Linked DNA regions of Mus musculus: regions 2, 3 and 4 are each linked to region 1. A link is a contact called in public ChIA-PET and promoter capture Hi-C data. All regions are on one chromosome and are shown on one strand. Each heading gives the region's core, a stretch centred on a gene start, on an enhancer-like site or on the middle of the called end of the contact. The rest is flanking DNA. Distances are from core to core; before and after follow the strand shown. Region 1 holds the start of 4930481B07Rik (a long non-coding RNA gene). Region 2 holds the start of Anp32e (acidic (leucine-rich) nuclear phosphoprotein 32 family, member E). Region 3 holds the start of Aph1a (aph1 homolog A, gamma secretase subunit). Region 4 holds the start of 1700040D17Rik (RIKEN cDNA 1700040D17 gene).

The links. Promoter capture Hi-C pulls out the DNA fragments that hold promoters and counts their contacts. ChIA-PET counts read pairs in DNA pulled down with a chosen protein or histone mark.
Region 2: a promoter capture Hi-C map of liver shows a contact between it and region 1, with 6 times the contacts expected there. The contact joins the promoter of Anp32e here to the promoter of 4930481B07Rik in region 1. A contact is called at or near these places in 1 of 39 promoter capture datasets (liver) and 1 of 115 datasets of contacts at active chromatin or transcription factors (astrocytes).
Region 3: a contact with region 1 is called in an RNA polymerase II ChIA-PET map of memory CD8 T cells, with 17 read pairs. The contact joins the promoter of Aph1a here to the promoter of 4930481B07Rik in region 1. A contact is called at or near these places in 2 of 39 promoter capture datasets (liver and pre-B cells) and 3 of 115 datasets of contacts at active chromatin or transcription factors (bone marrow-derived macrophages, memory CD8 T cells and pancreatic cancer cells).
Region 4: a promoter capture Hi-C map of neural stem cells shows a contact between it and region 1. The contact joins the promoter of 1700040D17Rik here to the promoter of 4930481B07Rik in region 1. A contact is called at or near these places in 5 of 39 promoter capture datasets (cranial neural crest, frontonasal cranial neural crest, maxillary cranial neural crest and 2 more) and 1 of 115 datasets of contacts at active chromatin or transcription factors (neural tube).

The regions. Positions count from the first base shown.
Region 1 is chr3:95,013,927-95,017,331 of GRCm38.p6, reverse strand. It overlaps 4930481B07Rik (a long non-coding RNA gene), which reads right to left and starts at 1,803. Exons shown (of 2, transcript XR_003954670.1): 1 at 1,055-1,803; 2 at 1-691. Zfp687 (zinc finger protein 687) reads left to right here and starts at 1,875. Exons shown (of 9, transcript NM_001357863.1): 1 at 1,875-2,012.
Region 2 is chr3:95,927,400-95,930,804 of GRCm38.p6, reverse strand. Anp32e (acidic (leucine-rich) nuclear phosphoprotein 32 family, member E) reads right to left here and starts at 1,548. Exons shown (of 7, transcript NM_023210.4): 1 at 1,155-1,548. The coding sequence starts at 1,208. Gm46815 (a long non-coding RNA gene) reads left to right here and starts at 1,780. Exons shown (of 3, transcript XR_001783926.1): 1 at 1,780-2,065.
Region 3 is chr3:95,892,152-95,895,556 of GRCm38.p6, reverse strand. It overlaps Aph1a (aph1 homolog A, gamma secretase subunit), which reads right to left and starts at 1,636. Exons shown (of 6, transcript NM_146104.3): 1 at 1,274-1,636; 2 at 566-736; 3 at 341-414; 4 at 1-109. The coding sequence starts at 1,386.
Region 4 is chr3:94,411,371-94,414,775 of GRCm38.p6, reverse strand. 1700040D17Rik (RIKEN cDNA 1700040D17 gene) reads left to right here and starts at 1,821. Exons shown (of 2, transcript NR_152121.1): 1 at 1,821-2,082. Tdrkh (tudor and KH domain containing protein) reads right to left here and starts at 1,532. Exons shown (of 14, transcript NM_001357711.1): 1 at 1,414-1,532.

The DNA.
Region 1 (3,405 bases), core at 554-3,053:
CAAGTGCTGGGATTATGAGCATAAAACCCGAACCCAAGTTTGTAAAATATAATCTACCAACGGAGCCACAGCCTCAGCTCTCCAGTAAAGAACTCTCGTTATTCAGAAAGAGTTCTGTGAGCTGCAGCACCTCTGAGAAATATGGCAGATGAGGCAAAGGTAGGGGCTGCATTTATCCCGTTGTTTGCTATCGCTATATAAATAGCACTCTGCCTTCTAAGCTTTTCATGCTCACAAAAATAATCTTGGCAGGTGGATATTATAGTTACCATTTTATTCATGAGACAATAGGTTTAGGGAGGTAGAACGATTTGTCTGATGTCATCATGTGGAATGTAGTGGTTCCAAGATTCCTCCCATACATAAGCCTGAATTTTTTGGATCCACTGCTATGGGAGTCCAAGGGGAGGTAACAGAGCCTTCTTTTAAAAGCTTTACCCAAACCTGGGCCTGATGGCGCAACAGTGTAGCCCTAGTTACTAGGCAGGCAGGACAACTTAGTGGAAACCCTGTCCCAAAAAGTGATAGGGTATAGAGTAGCTTCAGTGTTACGAGTGCACCTGCCAAGCGTGTGCGACTCCCAACGTCCAATAATCAGTATCGCCAAAACAAAACAAAAACACTCGCCAAGCTGCTATGTCGGTGGGCTGCTTGCTTGGACTGGGTGAAGCACTAGGTTCCACTCCGAACACTGCAAAAAGTGAAAATAAAACAGAAATTTAAAAACCCTTGTCATTTGAAACGGCTGCGGTCGCGGTGGGCGGCGGCGGCGCGGGGCCAGGGTAGAGAGCGCGCCAGGTGGCACACTGGGCCTGCAGATGGATCCAGCAAAAACCTGAGCCAGCGCAGGTGGGTGAGTGTCAAGGCAATTCGTCTCCCTGGCGACTCCGCCCCTTTTCCCACCTCCAAGGGGCGGGGCAGCAAAGCGCGGGAAAGCTCAACGGGAACAGTAATGCCAGCTCCCGTCAGGGGCGGAGAAAAGGGAGCTCTCTTAAATGGGAAATAGATCTGGGCTCCCTCCTTCTCTCGCGTAAGAAGCCTATCAGCATACTACCTTAAGCTCTCCTTGGTTGTGGCCCAGGCCACGCCAGCACTTCCCAACGTCACCTCCCCCACTTCCGGTCGCAGCGTGTCCCAGGTCTCAGGTCTCGGTGGTTCCGGTTTCTTTTACACTCGGAATCCCAAAGTCTGTCCAGCTCTCCCGCAGAGGGAGGGGCCGTGCGTGGTGCGTACGCCCAGAGGCAGGCGGACGCCAGAACCGCATCCATCCGGATTATAAAGCAGTTTAGACTGCGAGGAACCCCAGGCAATGGTCACCCCGATGACGTAATGTTTGGGGGTGGCACCTCATTTTGTGACCCCCAGCACCGCATCCGTTCGAGCGCGGCTTAGCCTGAGGAAACGGCACGAACACTTAAAACACCCAGGTTCCACACGGAGCCGACGAGGTTCCCCTAGACGCGCCGCCATACAGCTAGAGTTCCTAAGTTTGTAGATGTGAGGCACAGTGTCCAGCTTCGAGCGACCAATGGAGAGAGGATGGCTACGCTTCTGAGCTAGCTAGTCACCCCTCGCAACCCAAAGCGAAGACTAAGGCTGGCTTCTTGCTAAGCGACAGCGGCGGCGGCCAATGGCTTTCGGGCTGCTCAGACAGGGCAGGTGGACTCCGGAGCAGCCAATGGGGAGAACCTTCTCCACAGGGCCCAGGCCCTTTGTCCAATAGTGATGAGAAGACTATGAGGGGCCAGTTCCGAGCGGGGTATGGAGGGCCAATCCCATACGGGACTGGGTGGGGCTCACAGTTGAATGACAGGTCCATTAGCCAATGGCGAGTATGAAAGCGGGCAGCCCGGACTAGGAGCACGGAGGGAGCTGAGGGAGAGGGGAGGCCGAAGCGGAGAGAAGCAGGAAGTAGCGGCGGCCGCGGGGAGGGCGGCGGCGGCGGTAGCGGCGGTGGCGGCTGGAACCGGGAGGAGGCCGTAGGGTCTCAGCCCGCACCAGGATCGGAACAAGTAAGCACGCTCGCGGCAAATACCCGCCCCTGGCTCCGCCCCCCGGGGGGGCGGGTAAATACCCCTGCCCCTCCCCCACTTGGTCAACTACCCCCTTCTCCGTGCCGCCGCCCCCTGGGGCGGCTGCTGGCCTGGCCGGGTCGCCGCCTTCTTCTTCGAGGACCACCGGTGGGAACTCCAGTTTGCTGGAAGCACGGCCCCCTAGCCTGGTAACGTGGGAGGGGGTTCCTGGACCCCTAAGTCCTGGCGCTCTTAGACTGAGAGGCAGTCAGAGTGCGGCCGGGGGACTCGAGGCTGCGGGATGTCGCGACCTAAAATGGTGTCCGTGCCGGGCGGTGGGGGCGGGGGAATTGGGCCCAGCAGGAGAGGAGCCTGCATCCCGACCGGGTGCTGGTCAGCGTCCGGACCCAGGCAGGACTCAGGCTAGCGCCTCGATCCTGGCGAGCTCCTTGCAGTCACTCGGGTCTGGGGAGAGCCTCTGGGGGTCAGAGACAGGGCAAGCTGCCCGGCGCGCAGAGATGAAGGGGACCAGGTTCGAGTCTGGACTGACCTGGCTGCAGAGCTTAGAATCACGCAGGGACCGCCCCCTCTTGTGTCTCCACTCCCCTCGCGCCACTCCCCACTGCCGGGGAGTCCTGGCCCCCAATGTGCAGCGCCGCAGATCCTAAGGGCCTGGCCTCACCGAGGCCCTCCCTTGAGTTCTTAGCCGGTGAAAGTGAAAGAAGCACCACTCGCCTCAGTTTACCCTTTAGTTTTTAAATGTACTTCTTGTCCCCTACCCGAAACCCCGGACTTACTTTCCGCGCCAGTCCCTGGCAGATGGCAGGGACTTAAATGCCGCCCGCTGCCCAGCTTGGCCGCAACCTAATCGCCCCTGGCCGTGCTCTGGCCCCTTCCTTTTGCTCTGCGCTGTAGGCCTTGGGCAAAGGGCAATGGAGCCCCCACCCTACCGGTGTCTGTTCACCCTTTTCTTGTTAAGCCCCCTTTGCTTTTGAAGAACAGAGGGGGAAAGTAGGTAGGGAGATGGCAGCTCCACAGGCCTGGCGGCTGAGTGGAGGATCTTCATTGGCCTTAAGCCTCTGTGTTTGGCCCACTGTCTGCTCCAGGTGGCTATCGGATGACCTCCAAGTCACTTGCACGCCAGAGGGAGGTGGTTGGGAGAGGTAGGTTCGCAGGTGTTTTCTTAGTCCCCATTGGTTTGTACTCCACCGACCCACCCTGCTGGGAGCTTGAGTGGGAAGGTAGCCCAGGCTTCCCGACCCGGGAGAGCTGAATTGAAGAGGGACCTAGCGATTCATCTGGGTTAAAACTAAGGGCTTTGTTCAAACCCAGAATGTGCAGAATTAAATAGAGGGGTAATGTACAAGGAGGACTACCCTTTCTTCCTCTAGTT
Region 2 (3,405 bases), core at 299-2,798, 910 kb before region 1:
AGGGGACGACCCATTTTTGCTCCACAAGACTTCTGAGAAACTGCTTGTTTTGATTTGCTTTGCCTTGTTTGACAGAGTCCCACTTGCAACCAGCGTCCTACCTCGGCCTCCCTCCCAAGGGCTGGGAATTTCTTGATATGAGAAGTACAGATTTACAGATATACAGAATTACAGATATCACTCACCACGTCCTGCTGACAGCTTTCAACTTTTGAGTTTTTCTAGAATCTTCTAAGAAGCTCTAGAAAACTTCCATTGCTCCCAGAGATAACCCTCACAGCAACAATGTTTCCACCACCTCTCTCTCGCCTCCAGTCACCAAAACCCGCAAAGGAACCACGAAAATCAGCAGGGCTCAGGGACCGTTGGCTCTGCATGATAACTGTGGAGGCCCGGCAGATGCCCGCCTTTGAGCGGGCGTCAAGGGACCACGGCGGCGCGGACCCCTTGTCCCTCGATTTCACGCCGCGGCCGCGAATCAGCGAGCCTGGTCCCCGCCCGCCGCGGCCAATCTCCAGACCCGCGGACCTGGCGTAAACCGCTAGGGAATCCGACGGCGGGGAGTCGGGGCGACGCCTCCCGGGCCCCCTTCAAGACTCGGGACTCTTCCCTACGACCGCACTGAGCGCAGCGAGGCTCGCACAAGCCTCCAGCTTGCGTAAAAGTCCGCGCGCCACGCGGATCGCGGCCCGCGCCGTCGGGTCCCGGGATTCCGCTGCGGCCCCGGCCGCGGCGCGTGCTGCCCGCGAGCGGGCACGGTCGGAGGGAGCGTGGGGCACAGATCGGCGCGAGTCCCACACCCGGGGCCGCGGCCGGCCGAGTGGCGGCGCCGCGGGAAAGTTACACCAACTTCGCAGGTGGCGAGGACCCGGGGGTCGCGCCCACGCCGCCCGCGCCCGCGATGCCGGGCCACCAGTCTGCGAGGACGCCATGGGGCTGAGCCCCCGCGCGCTCACGAAAATGCCCCTAGAAACTTAAGCCCTTCGCCATTTTAAGCACAAGAGCCTGGTGATTTAAAACTTAAAATAAACACCCCGCCTCCACCCCAAGTGGGGGCGCGCTTCCCAGCCCGCCCTGCGCACCCACCCGGACCCCCGAAGCCCACCCCTCACGATCCAGGGCGGGAGGGGACTATGGGGGCTGAGTCATCTCACCTCCTCCGGGGCTCTGTTCTTCAACTCCATGTTAATCTTCTTCTTCATCTCCATGTCCTCCTCCTTTCCCCTCGCCTGCCCTCCCCACTATCCCCAACCCTAAAAAAACCTCTAAAGGTCTGGAGATGAATGAAAAGAGACGCAAAGACGAACGCCCACTACCACACGGGTGTGGGAGAGAAAGAAAAGAATAGCAAATGGAGTCCGACGACTTGGGACTAACTCGGCTGCCCCCACCTCCGAGTCCACACACCCGCGCGCGCACACTCGGGCACGCACACACTTTCACACAGAGAGAGTGAGGGAGAGAGACACGCGCGCGCCCGCAGTTCCTTCCCCTTCAATGGCTGCTGCGAGACTGAGCCTCCATGACACGGCACCGCCAACCCCCCCTAGCCTACACTCCACCCACCTCCCAACGGGATTGGTCGAGTCCTTAGCGTCACACGACTCCATTGGGCTAGAGGGTTGTCCATTTGTCTTTAGGGGGGACCTGGACCAGAAACTCAGTGTCTATTGGCTCTGACTAGGCGCGCAGTTAATTCCGATAGGTTCGGGAGGATGTACGTCCCGGAGAAATGATTTTGAATCCCAGTCGCCCCCCTCCTTTTCTTTGTGTGATTGGCGCGCTTTCCCCTTGGTAGTAGGACGGTTTGGGTGTCTGTTGGGTTTGTTTTTGTTTGTTTGGGGTTTTTCTGGCTTCAGGGTTAAAAGGAAGGGAAAAGGCGTCGTTGGCATCCCCAAGTTGTAAGTGGGTCATGCAACACACTGCACCCAGAGCTTTCGGTGGTCTTAAAGCACAAGCCTTCTGCTCTGCGGCTAAAGTGTAAGCAGGGGCGCGAGCGCGAACAGCGTGTTGGTGACACCTCCCCGTCCCGAACTGCTTGTAGAACCAGAGCGTGATAAAGAAGGTATTTTAACTTCCAACATAAAGGGGGGAACGGCTCTGAAAGCAGAGTTGAGTTTAGCACGTTGAGTCAGAAGCCTTTAAATAAAACTGTCCAGGAGGAGTTGATACTGAGGTCATTTGTCACTGCTAAAAAGTTGGAATATTAGAGCCAGCCGCGGTGGCACACGCCTTTAATCCCAGCACTGGAAGGCAGAGTCAGGCAGATCTCTGAATTCGAGGCCAACCTGGTCTACAGAGCGAGTTCCAGGATTACACAGAAAGGGGGGTGGGGTGGGGAGAGACTGTTTCCAAAAGACAGAAAAACAAACAAACAAAATTGACACCTTAGAGGAAAAATAACACAGGCCTAAAGAAACACAATTATCAGAAACTGTCCAGCAAGGCCTCTCCTTTCCTACAGGAATCTACTTAAAATGTTCTTTTAAGTGTGAGGGGATGGAGAGGCAATGACCTCTAGCAGAGGTTCCACCCTGGTTCGATTTCTAGCACCCATATAGTGGCTCATAATCACCCATAACTACAATGCCAGGAAATTCAGAGGCATCCTCCGGACTCCACAGGCCACAGGCACAGATGCATTGTGTGTGCGTACGTGCAGGCAAAACACACGGATATGCAAAAACAAAATAAGTAAATTAAAAACAAAACCAAAACTTTTTTTTTCTGTTTAATGTTCCTGAAAGATCCAACATTCCTTTAATCATAGCCCTCAGAAGGGAGAGAGGGGCAGATCCACAGTCATCTACTAAGTAAATCCAAGGCCAGCCTCTGTCACAAAATAACAATAACAACAGAAACTATGTAATTATTTCTTTTAGATTCCTTTTTCTCTGCTTCTTAGTTGCCATGTGTTGCAATTCCTTCTGTGATAAACTATACCAAGATCTGTGAACTAAAACAAATCCTTTCTCCCTTCAAAATATTATTTTTATCTTTTTTTTGGTGGGAGATGAAAAGTACAAAACAGGGTATCTTCATGTAGCCCTGGCTGTCCTAGAACTCAGTCTGTAGACCAGGCTGGCCTCGAACTCAGATCCCTTTGCCTCCTGAGTGCTGAGATCAAAGGCTTGTGCCACAGGGCTAGAGAGGTGGTATAGTGGTTGAGTTATGCTGCGCGTACTTGTTCATTCAGAAGACGCCAGCGGTGCTTCACAACCATCCTTAACTTCAGTTCCAGGGGGTTCAGCATCTCCGAACCTCCAGGACGAAGCATGCATGTGGGCCACAGCCACACATGCGCAGAAAACACTCAAAATAATATTAAAAGGAGGGAAGGGATACACCACTACCACCGAGTTTGGTTTTGGGGCTTGTTTGTTTTGTTTTGTTTTGTTTGAAGTG
Region 3 (3,405 bases), core at 387-2,886, 880 kb before region 1:
TAATAGGGTGAGTCTCCATGGATCCCAACCACACCTGGCCCAAGTGCATCAGCCAAAATATTGATAACAGAGAAGACACCACTGATGATACCGAAGGACAGACCAGAAACTGGGGGGAGGGGAGGGTCTTGTCAACGACCAGGACCACCACAGCTTCATTAGCAGTACCTACTCCCCAAGCCCAGGGAAAAGTCTACCATACCTACTCTCCCTCCAGACCGCCTCTCCTTGGAAGTCAAGTATGAAGAAAAACACTTTAGCATACGTGGCTGTTTAGATTACCCAGAAAGAGAGGATGGGGTGTCCAACTCCCTCCTCTGGTCCCTCTCCCTTGGCTCACCATAGGCCATCTGTCGGATGGAGATGGGTGATCTTCCGTCCTCACTCAGTGATGCTAAGCCCTCATCTGCCTTCCTGGGAAACAGAAGGAAGGGCAGGGATGTTCCTTCCCCTCCAATACCCTCCCTTTAACGACCCTTACTCCAACCACCATCGCAGGGCTGGCCCACTTCCCGCCATGCACACCACTGTCCCCCCTCCCTTCCAGAGCCCCCCTTGTCCTTACTTAAGGAGCTTGTAGTAAGCAAAACGGAACACTTCCTGTAGAAGGACAGAGACAGCAGCACCAAAAATCAGGAGGCCATACTGGAGCCGTGCATCTGATCGGTCTGTCACATGGACCAAGATGAACCAGACCACAGAAGCCAAGAGCAGGGAGACCAGCCAGAAAAAGGCTCTGAGAAAACACAAGGGCAATGAGAGAGGCAAAGACAGGAGCAGATGGAAAAATCAAGGAGGGAGCCAGCCAAGGATGGAATGTATGAAAAGTGGAAGTTAGACTTCCGGATGGTAAGGGAGACAGGGACCAGATAAGTGTCTCCACCAACAGACTCATTTGTAAGAATCTGAAAGCAGCAGAAAGGGTAGAGATCTGGTTAGAGTCTTCATTAGAGTCAAAGTGTGTGGGCATGAACGGACAGACTAGGTATCCATTCCAAGATCCTTGGCTGGCCGAGGTCAGCACAGCCCCCTCATTAATCTTGGCCTTGGGCCTTCTCTGACGTTGCCGGGAGGACTACAGGAAGAATCTGTGAAATCCCTGGAAGGCGGAAGCCGACTGCGGGAAATTCTCCTAGATCACGATTTGACCCTGTGTCCAACCTTTTCCGACTTCTGCCCCCCAACTCAGGCTCCCAAGCCTGCTCCAGTTCCTCCAGCCCTTTCTGCACCTTTTTCTCTACGTTCGGCCCCGTCTCCACCACTCGACACTCACCCCGCCACCAGGATGATAACCCGAAGTGGGTCTCCAGCTACAGTGATCAGGAAAAGGGAGAAGGCTGGGCCGAACGCGACGAAGGTGCATCCGAAAAACACAGCAGCCCCCATGACTGGGCAGCTGGGGAAGGGAGGGAACCCCGGCCAAGGAAGGCGAAAGGGAGCTGCGCGCCGAGGGGGAGTCCGCGTGGGGCGAGGACGCAACCCCAGGAGGGGCGCGGTGCAATGTCACCCCCGGACCCCGGGGAAGGGGAAGGGGGGGTGCCGAAACCCCGGACGAAGGTCCGCCCGACCTCGTCTACGGAAGCCGAAGAGGGAACAACCCCCGGTCGCTGCCCCATGGCCACCTCCCATCTAATTCCCACCCCCGGAAGGCCAATGAATACTTGGTGGGGCGGAACTGCAGAGGCGGGGTCATGGCGGCATGGCCTTCTGGGAGTTGTAGTCTCTCATCCTCAGAGCCCTCCTCTTGGTGCTGGGAGTGGCTTCAGAAGAGTAGGCTGGAGTCTGGGCCCAATCAGAACAATGATTCCTGGGTTCGCTGGCGCCTTGGCCACGGTTTCCTTTCTTTCGGTAGAGAAGGGTGATAGCCACCCTACCTATTACTAGAGGAGCTTTGTCGGAGGAAGATCCTGTTTGACTCTAGAGACAAATAAAAAAGAGCACAGGATAGAGGTTGTGGGAAGATAGGGACGGACATTGTTCTTAAGTTGAATTAGAGGAAATGACCCAGAGAAGCATCCTGAGGGATCAAAGTTAGGCTTAAAAGTTGGAACTCTTTGGGCAGCCTGGTATAGGAATTACGTCTTAAATGAAGCCTCCACTTGTATTCTGTAATGACAGAATGAGAAAAGCAGGAGGAGCCGGGAGAGAAATATTAGGAAAATGTTTGGAAGGAATCGTGGAGTCACAAAGCAACTAGAGCAATGGGACTGAGAGGAAATTACACCCATCCCCTCCACCCCCGCCCCACGCCGAGCTGCTTGGTTCCTTTGATGTCATACTTCCTTTATTTATAGTCTGGAAAATAAACTTGAGTGGTGTCTTTTCCTCAGGCTGGGGAGAGAGATTTCATATTATCAGGAATCATCATTTGTATGAGGACGGGTTGGTCCTTAGGAGTCTGCAGAACAGAGGAATCCTATGATGGGATCTGAGCATTTTGATCATATATGAGAAAAATCGTTTTTTGAGGGTACATACAAAGCAACAACAAACTACAGAAAAATTTAAAAGATTACCGGGCTTCCTGGAGGTTTTTGCAAAAAGTCACTAGGAGGGGAATCAGTGGAGGTGGGGGGGTGGGGGGGATGGGAGGGTAGGGGGGGTGGAGGGTTGGGGGGGTCTGGCGGTCACTAGACACATTGTTCCCCAAGGTTAGGAGGATGGGAACATCTTGGCCAGTGTTCAGGATTCCATGTGTGTTCAACAGGCTGAGTCTGGGCCACTCTTCTCTGTGAGCTGTTAGCAGCTGTGGGGAACAATCTGTGCATGATGAGCCCACAGCCACTTGCACGGTGTTCAAGGACTCATTTTAGATGCTTAGCAAGTATTTACTAGGTATGTGAGGCTTGTGGAGCTTTTCTTTTGTTCTAATAGCTATTTTTATGTGTGTGGGAGGGGGTTGTGTCATGTATATCTGTGCAACATGTATGTGCTCGGTGCTCTTGGAGGCCAGATGAGCACATCAGAACCCTCGGGACTGCGGCTACAGATGATTGTGATCCACCATGTGGTGCAAGGACATAGCCAGGGCTACCTGTGAGGGAGTGGAGAAGAGCAGGGGCTGGAGAAAGGGAAGGAGCCCAGGGAAAATAGACAAATGCAAGAACAATGGATATAGGGAGTACAGTTGTTATAGGAAGGATGCACAGCTGGCAGGGGAGGGGATGGGGAGGGGAGGGGATGCACAGCCGGCGGGGGCTGATAAACATGATAAAAAAGATCATGTTTCCCTCAGAGTGGAGAGCAACCCTGCACAGCAATGGTAACTTAAGGCCTGCAAGAAGGAAGGTGGATTTTGGGGAGCATTGAGAGGGAGGAAGCATAGGAGGGGAGAGGAGAGGGTGAACTTTGGTCCCAGCAGTGGGAGTCCTGAGCGGACCTAATCCAGGGCTAGGGGCTCTCCAG
Region 4 (3,405 bases), core at 572-3,071, 600 kb after region 1:
ATGTATCCATAATAGAAAAACCAGAGCATGAATTGGTAGTACAAATACTGAAGACCTAGCAATTGATTTATGGTAAGGTAGAGGGCAAAGTAAAGGAGTTAGTTATAAAGTTTCTGAATGGGACACCTGGTAGATGGTATGCCAGAAAACACTGATTTTTGTGGACGGAGTATATGTCACAGGGTAAATGCCTGTGACGAGGACAGGTTTGCTGGGTGATATCCATTTGAACCAACAGGCAAATCTAACCAGATATTACAAGTAAATTTGTGCTAAGTGTGTTACTAAGGGATAATATCATAAGGGATAGGCTAGTGAACTCAAATCAGGCAAACCAACCAGGATTTTACTTAAAACACCAAAGCGGTCTGAGCCTGGTGTGACAACACATGCATATAACCCCAACAGAGAGGAGGTGGAGACAGAAAGAACTAGAGCCTAAATTCATTCATAACAAGTACAAGGCCACTGTGGGTGACATGAAATCCTGTTTGGGAGTGGTGATGGTAAGGAAGCCAGGTGTCCAATCTCCCAAATACCAGTACCTGAAAGGTGGAGGTAGAAGGATCAGCAGTTTAAGGATGGCTACAGGACAAGTTCTTGACCAGTCTGGGTTAACTACAAGAGATGTCTCAAAAACCAACCAATCAGCTGGAGAGATGGCTAAGCGGTTAAGAGCACTGACTGCTCTACCAGAGGTTCTGAGTTCAACTCCCAGCAACCACATGGTGGCTCACAACCATCTGTAATGGGATCTGACGCCCTCTTCTGGTGTGTCTGAAGACAGCAGCGATGCACTCACATATATAAAATATATAAACCTTAAAAAAACAAAAACAAAAACAAAAACCAACCAACCAACCAACAGGCAAATCTAACCAGATATTACAAGTAAATTTGAGAAAGGAAGATTGATAGACAATCAATCCAATCTAGAGCGTTCTGGTGCTGGCCTGTACTGTACTTCCACCACTTCAGAGGCAAGGGCTGGAGGATTTTGAGTTCAAAACCAGCTGACTGTCACAGGCTCCGCCACTAAAAGAAAACAAAACACCTTGCAACAAAACACCCTGCAGCTACAAACAGTCACTGGACTAAGTTGAGGAAGGTAAAAGGCAAATTAATAAAAGGTCCCTCGTTTCAAAGAGAGCCGGCTTAGGAGTGCTGAGTTGTGGTGAACGTCCTATCAATCCTGGGGGCCTAGCTCCCCGGCCCAGAGCCCCTGATCTGAGTCTGGTTATTAGCTCCCAGCACAGCTGCCCCACGCGGTGATCCGCGAGGGCCTCACTCCTAGCCCCCAAGTGTCCCACGCCTCCCGACCCTCAGTCCCGCGCTTCGGTCTTCCAATTGCCAGGGTCCCTACCGCTCTGCTTCTCCCACACCCCAAACTTCCCTCTCGCGCCCTGCCTTTACCGCTCCTCCAGAGTTGCGCGCTCTGCGCTTCGCCTCGCACCTCACCCCCGCCGCCGCCGCCCTGTCGCTCCCTCAGCGCAGCCGCCTAGCGGGTCGCTTTTCAGCAGCCGCTTGTTCCGCCCCCGCAGCGCATCCTCACCAATCAACGCTCACTTTGAAGTCTGACCAATCGCGCTCCTCCGCCGCAGCCAATCCTTCTGCGGACTGCCGTGAGCGACGTGGCTGGTGCGCGCTCAAGTCCAATTACCCGGATGAAAATCCAAGCCCGCCCACGTCCACAGCCAGTTAGAGCCCGGGGAAGCCGATGCTTTTAATGGAGCTCGCACCTGCTGAGAATTAAACAGCCAATTAGAGGCTTCTGGAGTCCTCGGTCCTCCTCTAGGAGGTTGTGCTGCTTTAAGCCGCGAGGGACTTTGGCGCTCCGAGGGTCGGGGGATTGGGTCACTCGTGGGTGTCCCGAGGCCTACGGAGTCATTCCGCGGCCAGCGGCCTTGGGGGAAGCCACCTCCTGATTGCGGCGCCACTTTATCTGTTAAGAATTTCTGCCTGGATGGACCCCCTACCCCCATCTTAGCCAGGGGACAGGAAAGCAACTATGTTAAAGGAGTGAAATGGGGGCGGGCGCTGCACACGCCACGTGGACCGAAAGTCACCGTGGCCACCACCTGGGTAAGGCAGCTATGGGAGGAGCGCGCCAGCAGGGGCCCCCTGCCTTGCCCCGGGGCCGTGGACCTGTGGAAGGGGGAGGATTTGGCAGGCAGCGGTTTGCTTGAAAAACTGAATTCCAGCCGCCGTCTGGGTCGTTCCCGAACCGTTAGGAACGGTTGGCCCTGCTACCACCTTCACTTTGAGGCGAGGGCACAGTCGCTCCGAGTCTCCAGGAGATGTTTTGTGCTGGCACATGATGAATACTCATTAAACATTTGTTGAGTGAACATAGCTAGCATTGTGTCTGACCCAGATGTCTTTGGGTCAATTTCCTATTATTATTATTATTACCACTACTACTGTTATATGTTGCTATGTTGTCCAGGCTGTTCTCAAATTTTGTTCCCTTAGGCTCTTGAGTAGCTGGGCTTGCAAACATGCTCGCCTTCTAGTCATCCAAAATATATATTTGGGTAAATAATACATGCACTTTCAAGAAGATTCACAAGTAACAAAAGGTTATTGAAGAAAATGTCCCTTCAGAGGCAACCAGTACAACCAGTTTCTTGGGAAATTTTTCATCCCACACTTAAAATACACGTAAATGTATTTTTGCACAGCTGAAAACATGCTATAGATATAATTTTATAACTTCCTTTTTATATATGTTAGTGTTTCAAAGCAACTACCTTTCTGACTCTTAGTTAAATCTCAAGATATGACAGGGATATAGAAGATGTATTTAACCAGAACTTTTAACATGTTTACTTTTAAGCATACTTCACTTTGCACTTTAATTTTTTTTTTTTTTTACTTATAAGACACAGTATCTCTATATAGTCGTGGATGGCTTGGAACTCTTTGGGTGGACCAGTTTTGTTTTGTTGTTTTGAGACAGGGTCTCTCTTTGTAGATGAGGCTGGAATCAAACTTAGAGATGCACCTGGGCATGTATCACCATGCTCAGATTAATTTTGCTTTTAAATGACTATCCCCATGGTAACTACTTAACGAATACAAACATTAGCTCAAAGAATTGTGCCTTGTTATTTCATTTGAATGTACACAGCTTTGCAAAGATTTTCCCACAAACATTTTTTCCAGTTTTTATTCAGTTAACAATATTTGAAAAGGCTTTGATTTAGTATTGCCAGATTGCCTTCCACAGAAGTTTAAAAAGTTTTGCACCTACCAGGCATGCATGAAAAGGACCTGTATGATAGCATACTGACACCATATGTTGTCACACAGCCTGATTTTTTTTTTTTGGACAACCCAATAATAGAAATTAACATGTTATTGCAACTTTGATTTTCATTTCATTTATTGTAAGTAAGGCTGCAT